Regions from separate parts of the Mus musculus genome. Here region 1 is linked to region 2. A link is a contact called in public capture Hi-C data. All regions are on one chromosome and are shown on one strand. The core of a region is the stretch at or near the end of the contact, and the rest is flanking DNA. Distances in the headings are between cores, read along the strand shown.

Region 1 (4,769 bases), core at 1,656-4,155, 260 kb before region 2:
GTCAACAGTTAGTTCAGCGAAGCATCCCTGTTTTCTGCTCTCGTGCAGGTGTACACTTGCTGGTTGTTCTTAAGGATGCCAAAAGCAATTCAGGTTTCATAGACCAGTGAGTGTGTGGAGGCTGTGAACGCTGGCTGTCTGCTGGGAGCACAGTGAGAGTCCTAAACAAGGTTCCGGTTTGATCTTCATCTCATTTAGATTGTTGACTTGTGTCTTAGCTATCTAGTAACAAATAGCTGCAGTACAGCAGCTTAAACTCCCACGTAGGTATAATCCCAGAGATCTGCGGGGGTGGGATTCTTGGCGTTCAGCTTCTATCTGTTAGAGGACAGCAGTCAAGGCATCCGCTAGCTCTCATCTGAAAGGTCATCGAGGGAAGACTTTGGAGGTCATGTGGCTATTGGCAGAATGTAGCTTGCTGAGGTTTTGACTTGGAGCCATGGTTCCTACTCCGCTGTTGACTGGAGGCCAACCTCAGTTCCTCATCAAGTGGAGCTTTCTAGAATAGCTGCTTCCTTTATCCAAGTGTGTAAGCCCAGAAAGACCGACAGGAGAGTGTGCTAACTAGACAGAATGCTACAATTTTAGGTGACCAAACCTCGGAAGGAATGACCCATTCATTGCTTTCGGTGCGTTGTACCGATTTTGAGCAAGTCATAGACTCCATCACCTCAAGGAAAGTGGATTGTGTAGTAATGAACACCAGGAGGCTATCAGATTGCCCACCACTGGGTCATCACACCTGCCTACCTCAGAGCCCCAGCACCACATATTCTGCATGTGTGCATGTGTGTTTGTAGGTTTCTTTGCTGGTTGAACAGCCTGTCTGACCTTCTTTTCCTGTTGCTGTGATAAAATACCCTAACAAAAAGAAACTTATGGGAGAAAGGGTTTATTTGGGTCGCAGACAAGGTATAGTCCGACAAGGTGACAGGAGCTTGAAGCAGCTGGTCACAGGGCAGCCACATCAGAAGACAGAGTGGCATAGGAATGTGTGAAACTCACTTTCTCTTCCTACTCACCCCAGAAACCCAAGCCCAGGGAATGGTTCTACCAACTTTTAGTCTGTGTCTTCCCACCTCAGTTAGCCAAATTAAGATAATCCCTGACAGGAATGGCCAGAGGCTCATCTCCCAGTGTTCCCAGATCCCTCGCAGTTCGTAATTAATTCTGCAGCTCAGCTTGCCCACAGGAGCAGGAATTGGTGGGAAGGCCGCCAGCACAGGGTCTTTTATTCTTCCAATTTGTTGTTCCTGCTGGAAGTGTATAGCTGGAATATGGTAGTTTATATGTCAAGACCAGCATTCTACACAGAGCCTTGCTCCAAAAAGGATATTCCCAGCACTTGGGAGAAAGAGGCAGGTGGATCTCTGTGATTTCAAGGTTAGCCTAGTTTATATAGTAAATTGTCTCAAAAAAAAAAAAAAAAAAAAAAAAAAGAATAGGTTTTGGACTTGGTTGGTTTTCTGAAAACTCATTTTTTTTTAGTTATTTGTTTGTTTAATCTCTCTTCTGTCTCTGTCTCTCTGTCTCTCTCTCTCTCACTCACTCGCTCTCGCTCTGTGTGTGTGTGTGTGTGTGTGTGTGTGTGTGTGTGTGTGTGTGGTGCTTGCATGTGCAGTACATGAACCCCAGAGATCAATGCTAGGCATCTTCCTCCACAATCATGTTCCATTTGCTTGCTTGTCTGTCTGTCTGTCTGTCTGTCTTGAGACAGGGTCCCTCTGTGTATCCCTGGCTGTGCTGGAACTAGATCTGTAGACTGGGCTGGCCTCTAGCTCACAGAGATCCACCTGCCTCTGCCTCCGAAGGGCTGAGCACTACACGCCCATCTCCTTCAGTCTTGGGATTCCCAGCACTGGGATTTTAGACTCACATTCCTGCTTCTGGCTTTCCATGGAATTTATTTTAGGTCCTCATGCTTGAGCCAAAAGCACTTTACTAACTGAGCCAGTTTTCCCAACCCCTATTGTCTTTAAACAAAACAAAACAAGTGCTTTCATCCAAACATAAAATCCATTCCTATACGTGTATTTCAGGACATCACAATGACTTTATTAATATAAAAGGAAAAAAGGGAAATATTATAATAAGATGTGTTTATTTTATGTGTATTAATGCTTTGCATATGTGTACTGATGTATCTATGCACCACATGTGTGAGTTACAGAAGGTTGTGAACTGCCATGTAGGTGCTGAGAATTAAATGTGGGTCCTTTGGAAGAGCAGCCAGTGCTCCTAACTGCTAAGCCACCTCTCCAGTCTTCCAAAAATGTGCTTTAATCTATAAATGCAGGGCTCTATCCATGGGCAGTGGTTAAAGTGACTGCACATCCTGAGGCTCTCAGCACCCATGGAAAACCAGGCATCCTACATAAGCCTCTAACCCCAGCTCTGAGGAGGAGGAGGAAGAGGAGGAGGAGGAGGAGGAGAGATGGGATTGCTGGGGTTGGCTTGCTCCCAAGGCAGTGGGAAACTTAATCTTTCAAAAATAAGGTAGTGGATGTCTGACTTCGTGCATAACCACACAGTGTCCATTTGTACAAACACATGCATCCATGTACACACACACACACACAAATAAGTAAATAAGTCTTTAAAAATATGTAAATTCTCTAAAAGAGGTTGGATCCTTATTTCTGGTTTAGAATTGCTGCTGACTAGTAATGGTGGTGCACAAGGAGGGAAGGAGAAACCCCTGCTAAGGAGCCAGCTGAGTGCAGACTGAGTCCAGCTCAGTGCAAAAGGAAGGGCTTCAATTTCTTAGCAAGATGAGTAGTTCCTGGAAACTTTCAAAACAAAACAAACTGTTATCCCATAATTTACATAGTAGCTGTATTCCTGGAAGGTGCGTCCAAGGTGTGAAAGGAAAAACAAAATCTCTTGGTTGGAGTTAGTCCAGGCTCAGGCAGGCAGGTTTAAATGAAGCTATTGTCATGCTGAACACTGGGGACTCTACAGGCTTTGAGACAGTTAGTTGTATAGGATTTTGTTGAACTTGCCAGGATGAATTTCTGGACGCTGGTACCCTCCCTTCCAAGATCTCTCAATTCTATAAATGGATCTCAATTATTGTAAAACAAACCAGGCCTGTTGGTTAAACAGGTGCGGTGATGTACGCCTATAATTCCAGCACTCCGGGAGCAGTGGGAGGAAGATGAAGGGTTTAAAGTCAGCTGGGACTTGCTTCAGCATTAACTAAATAACAATTGCTGAGGCTGGAGAAATGGCTCAACAGTTGGAGTGCTTGCCACTCTTGCAGAGGACTATCCCGCAGTTCCCAGCACCCACATCAGATGACTCAACTGTCATTGGTATGTCTGTACACATGTAAGTGCGCACACACACATACACAATTAAATAATAAAAGTACATCTTAAAACAAACAAGCAAAACAGCTGGTGATGCATAGGAGGATCCACAGTTTAACATTGTCTCTGCTACACAGTGAGTTTCAAGGCTGTTTAAATGTTTAAAGAGTGAGCTGGGCTTAAAACCCACGACCCTGACAAAACGCTTGCTTTCTTTTTCCATAGAAACCTGTTCCCTTCCAATCTTGTGGTTGCCGCATTCACTACGGTAAGGTTTGATACTTTGTCGATTATATGAAACCTTGGTGGAGGAAGTGTATAAATTAATGCACCAGAGTTTGGTAAAGTACAGGAAAGAGGGATCCTAGGGTAGTCCCTCCCCAAACCCTTCACGAATGAGGCTTATTAGGAGAAATGACCCTGAAATCATCATCAGGCCTCGAAGCCGGAGGGAGAGCAGAAAATGGTCGGTATATGTTTGGGTCAAATGACTGACGGGGTCATGGAGGAAAAGAGAGGCTTCCCTTTGAAACCTGGAGAGGAGCTTCATTAACAGTGAGAATATGAGAGTTGGGGGGAGGGGGACCTCCATGAGGAAGATGGAGGGGGAGGTCAGAGGAGCATTTGTTTTTAGATATGCCAGAGCAATCCAGAGGGATCCTGTTATAAACAAAACTTAGTAACACTAGGGTCAGTTTTTGTAGAAGGAGATTTGAAACAACAACAAAACCCTGTAGGATGTAGAAAGGGTGCCCCAAGATCCTTTGTATCACTTAGAAAATGCCTTCAAACCATTATCTGGAGACTGTTTGAAACATTATAGATTTTTCAGAAATCATACTTTTATTCTGACTATAAAGGTAGTATGTACATTTTGCTAAAAGTGGGGGTGGATAACTTGTATATATAATGTGAAGTTAAAAAAAAAAAAACAACAAACCATTTAGAGCTTTGGGTGTTTGTCACAGAAGGGATGGGTGGGGTTGGTCTCCCTGCCACCCCAATCACGGGGCAGCTGAGTACATCTGCCTCTCTGAAACTATGATAAAGCAGAGAGAAATCAAAGCTTTTGAAACATGGTCTCAAGCAGGCGCTCAGGTCTATAGCTCTCTGGGTGTCTGGCAGTTCTGTAGCCACGAGACCACCGTAGCGGGGCGGAGAGAGAGATGCATTGCACACCATGAAAAGGTGTGTGTCTTCCCAACTCACAGTAGGACCAAGGTCTGGGAAACTTGGCCAAAGACACTGCCTTACCTCATGCCCCTTTCTCTGGAGGTGGGCAGCTCAAGCCTGATTAGAAACAGACGCCAAAGAGCAGCCACACTTAGGTCATTCTGGAACACTGTGGAACATAATAGATAAATGAAAAAGAGAAATGTGATGAACTTTGTCTTTCTGGAATTTGTGCCAAACTTCTTAAACAATATGAAACATGAGCTGTTGAAGGATCAAACTGTC
Region 2 (4,619 bases), core at 1,295-3,794:
GGTCTTCTTAGAAAATATGGTATTGGATATTAACTTTCATAGTTCTGAGCACTATTAGTATCTATCTGACAAGTATTGGGAAGATCAATGGAAAGCTAAATATTCTAAATTTAACACAAATATACTTCTTTTTAATTAAGAAAATAAATAAGATTTTTCAACATAATTTGAATTTTGTCTTTTTCTTTTAGTAGTTTTTCTCTTTAATTTTGATATTTTTATTTGTACTTTCAGTTTTGCTCTGCAAGATGTGTTTTGAACCCAGTTAGTTCAAGGTCATTCAAGGTTCTTTTGCTGTTGTTTATCTTATGTGGAGTAGACAGAAGAAACAGGTGTCATAGCCAGGTTGATCTGGAACTGTAGCTGTGTAGCCAAGGAGGACTTGAACTCCTGATTCTCCTGCCTCTGCCTTCCAAAATGCTGGGGTGAGGTGTGCACACCAGTGCCGAGCTCTGGTTTAGTGTTTGTTGTGACAAAACTATTTCTACTGAGGTTTACTTACTATTATAACCTAGCCATTTATTTTTGGCATTTTTGTGAAACAGGCTCTCTCTGTCTAGTCCTGGCTAGCCTCAAACAGAGATCTACCTGCCTCTGCCCCTCTGCCTCTGCCACTCTGGGATTAAAGGTTTACACCACCATACCCATCCCTTCTAGTAGAGTTTTTAGATACAAGAAAGTGAACTAGAAGCCGGGCGTGGTGGCACACGCCTTTAATCCCAGCACATGGGAGGCAGAGGCAGGCGGATTTCTGAGTTCGAGGTCAGCCTGGTCTACAAAGTGAGTTCCAGGACAGCCAGGGCTATACAGAGAAACACTGTCTAGGAAAAAGAAAGAAAGAAAGAAAGAAAGAAAGAAAGAAAGAAAGAAAGAAAGAAAGGAAGGAAGGAAGGAAGGAAGGAAGGAAGGAAAGAAAGAAAGAAAGAGAAAGAAAAGAAAGTGAACTAGAGCTACATTAGAATTTTATTTTCTTCTAAGAGATTGTTTATTTCCTAAGAGATTACAGGTACTTTTACAAAATCAATTCTAGATAGACTTCTATGTAACATGACTCTTTATGGACATTGGGACTGGTCTGCACAAAGATCTTAGGCATATTGTTTTGTTTTTAATTTTCCTTCTTTATTTTCTATGGGAATTTTGGCTGCATGTTTGTCTGTGCACTATGTGTGTACAGTGCATTCGGAGACCAGAAGAGGATAACAGATCTCCTTGAGACTGGAGTTACAAGTAGTTGTGAGCCACCACATACACATAGGTGCTGGGAATTGAGCCCTGGTCCTCGGAAAGAGCAGTCAGTGCTCTCAGCTACTAAATTGTCTCTTGCGTGGGTACATGAGTTTTGTTTTTTGGTTTTTGGCAAAGTAATCAAAGCAAGAGAAAAAGTTAGTTAAGAGGCCTTTTCTTGTGTTTCCATTGGCCTTGAGAATGAGAGCTAGAGAATGGGTTTGTCTTTTTATAAATTGTTTGCTCAAGTTTCAGTGTCCTTCCATGGGCAGAGTCCCTCAGGACATCCTGAAGGTTGCATCTGGTGCACTACATAGTCTCTTTGTTGCCAAAACACTGGGTGGTCTGTATGGTCCCTAGGCGATAGCACAGTCCTGCATGTTTGTAGTGTTGCTCTACTCCGTTTTTTTGTTTTTTGTTTTTTCCTCCACCCATAAACTTTGCTGTAAAACTGAGTTCACTAAATCTTGCTAATTTTAATTTATTTTTAAGACAAGGTTGTTGTGGGAAATATTAAAAGATGAACCTGCCAACTCTCCGGCCCCTCCAAGCCATGTTCCCACTCTAGTGAACACTTAAGTCCTGGAGGAAACCCGCTGGTTTTGCCCCACATGCCAATAACCAAATAGATCCACCATTCTCATGGTTTGATAACACAATACCCAGTAACCCGGTAAAAACAAGACTCAATGCTTATAGTTAACCAGTCAGATTTATATATCAGTAAATTCTCAATACACAAGATGCCAATATAATAATCTCAGGCCCAATTGATAATGATAAAAGCTGCCCACCTAGACAAGACAAATTATCCCAATATTCTAACCTTTATGATAGCATAACAACCTGTGGCTGGTCATAGCCATGCTGATTCTTCCACCATCTTCCTTTTCCCCCTTCCCCGAGATGCACTCTGTCCTCCACTCGTAGCTCTGCCTCCTTTTCCCTATCCAATCACAGGTCTCCTCTGCACTAATGTAATTGGACAGGGAAAATCCTGCAACACAAGGTCTTAGGTTCTGTTGCTGTACAGAGACAATACGACCAAAGCAATGCTTACAAAGGAAGGCATTTAATTGGGAGTTTGCCTGGTTTCAGGAGGTTAGTCCGTAACATCGTGGTAGGAGGAAGTGTTGGAGCAGGCAGGCATGGGGCTGAGAGCTTATATCCTGAGCTACAGGCAGGTGGAGGAAAACGTCCTGGTCTGGGTTTCTGAAACCTCAAAGCCCTCCCCAAGTAACACACCATCTCCAGTAAGGCCATGCTTCCTAATCCTTCCCAAACAGTACCACTAATTGGTGATTTCTTCAGCTCTATGAGTCTCTGGGGCCCATTCTCATTCAGATCACCACATTCCACTCCCTGGCCTCCATAGGCTTGCCTGTGGCTGTGTCAATGCAAAATGCATTCAGTCCAACTTCAAGTCCCCATAGTCTGTCACAGCCTCAACAAGGCAATCTTCCTTCTAATTATAACCCCCTGTAAAATCAGACTCAGAAAGCAGATTACATACTTCCAGCATACACACAGAATATACATTATCATTCCAAGAGGGAGGAAAGGGAACATAGTGAGGAAATAATTGGGCAAAGCAAGAACAAAGCCCAGTCAAGCAAATGCCAATTCATTAACCCCATATCTGGTGTTAAGGTGCTTATTAGATGGCTTTTCCCTTCCAGCTTTCCTGATGGTGTATAACATACTTCTCTTGGGTTGGTTGGTTCCACACCCTGTCTGCAGCTCTCCTTTGCAGGTATCCCACAACTCTGGCATCTCTCAGCATCCTGAGCTTCCAACACAATCCAACACAATAGCTTCATCTTCACATCTTCACGCAGTGAAGTCCCTCCCTCCATAAAGGAGCTCCCCTGCCACATGCCTGGCTTCAGTGTCTTTCAACCACAAAGTAAGATTCCACAACTTTCCTCCTGTATTCTTAAATCCAGAAACAGTGTGGCCAAAGCTGCCAAGTTCTGCTGCATGCGTGGAGCATGGCCCCCTCTGAGACTCGGGTTCGCATAAGCTCTGATGTGTTGGTAGTTCCCTTTGCTGCGTAAGCTTCACTTCCCACAGTTTGGAAGCCTAGCTGGATGGGGTCTTGCCCTGAGGTCACCACTCTCAATCCGTATTCCAGTTCTCCTGTTTTCTCGTCGGACTCCACGTGGAACTGCAGAGGAGCAGAGGAGTGATCGCTAGTAACCATGGGACACAGGGAGTGTTACTAGGCTGCCCTAAATGTTCCTCCGCCAGTGATAGTAATCCAACACTTGTCACTTGGGCCTCAGACAGACTCATTCTTTATCAAACATCACAAGGATGGTTTGTGGCCAAGCTGCTAATAATAATATTGCTTCCTAAAGGTGATTGTAGCTCATGTCTTTAGTCCTAGCACTTAGGAGGCAAAGGCAGGCAGATCTCTGAGTTCAAGGACAGCCCGGGCTACACAGAAAGACCCCGTCTCAGAAAACCTAATATATATATTTTAATATTTAATATATATATAAAAAATCCTTATATATATATATATATATATATATATTTCTTTTCCTCTGAAACCTCTTGAGCTGGACCTACATAGTTTATGTTCCCTTGGCTGTACTGACTCCCTAGGTCCTACTAGGATGCTCTTTAAGCCCCACCTACTTTATTTAAAGCAAAGTATAGATCACAATGCACATACATGACAAAGTACTTTGCTCCCCAAGTATTTGGGGCTTCCTTCTCTGGGCTCAAGAAAAGTTTGGTTGTCACGACATAGTTAGGATGGCTTTCTACCTTAACAGATTAAGTCATGACTTTATTATGCTTGTCCCTTCCCATAATGTACCTAATTTAAACCCTGAGTGCCCAATTACACAACGGTGTCTAATGGTAAATGAGATTCTCCCTGAACATTCACAGCCTGCCTTACTGTCCAAGCCAACTCAGGTCAGATTGGCCCTCAGACCCAAATATATTGGGTATATGCTTAGATGTAATGTATCTAAGCTCAGTGGGGGAATGTAGAGCTTGATGTAGGTGTGTGGAGGTCTTAGTTTGCTAAGAGGTTGATACATTGGAATGGGATGAGTGAACATAGTACGTGCAGATAGAGGTTCACTCTGTCACGTGCATTGTTAGAAGAATGGTATGTGCATAGCCCAAGCCAAGTGGAGCCCCAGTTGCTAAACTATTTTCTGTGCTTTCCTGCCTCACTTGTGATATTATTTTGGCAGTTGAGTTGGAATTGAGGCAGATACTTCTCAAGTTAAATTTTCATGCTTGGACTGATCTGTAGCCTACCGACAGAGTCTTGCTTAGGAACCACGAAGCCCTGAGTTCAGTCCCCAGTCCTCAAAAGTAAAAGTTCCATTCCATGTTGGCCAGCTGTGGTGACTCCCACCTGTAATCCT

Evidence for each region. Capture Hi-C pulls out chosen DNA fragments and counts their contacts.
Region 1: a contact with region 2 is called in a capture Hi-C map of embryonic stem cells, with 2.9 times the contacts expected there. The contact joins two enhancer-like sites.

Annotation. Positions count from the first base shown.
Region 1 is chr11:20,319,002-20,323,770 of GRCm38.p6, reverse strand. Slc1a4 (solute carrier family 1 (glutamate/neutral amino acid transporter), member 4) reads left to right here. Exons shown (of 8, transcript NM_018861.3): 2 at 3,537-3,579. Among named protein-coding and RNA genes, the nearest start is that of Slc1a4, 11 kb to the left of the region's middle. Within about 2 kb of position 2,905, at least 4 of the 459 cell types and tissues checked have an H3K27ac peak or open chromatin away from gene starts, as enhancers often do. A contact at or near this core is called in embryonic stem cells, where this site is marked.
Region 2 is chr11:20,057,851-20,062,469 of GRCm38.p6, reverse strand. Actr2 (ARP2 actin-related protein 2) reads left to right here. Exons shown (of 9, transcript NM_146243.2): 9 at 1-166. Among named protein-coding and RNA genes, the nearest start is that of Gm32080, 20 kb to the right of the region's middle. Within about 2 kb of position 2,544, at least 3 of the 459 cell types and tissues checked have an H3K27ac peak or open chromatin away from gene starts, as enhancers often do. A contact at or near this core is called in embryonic stem cells, where this site is marked.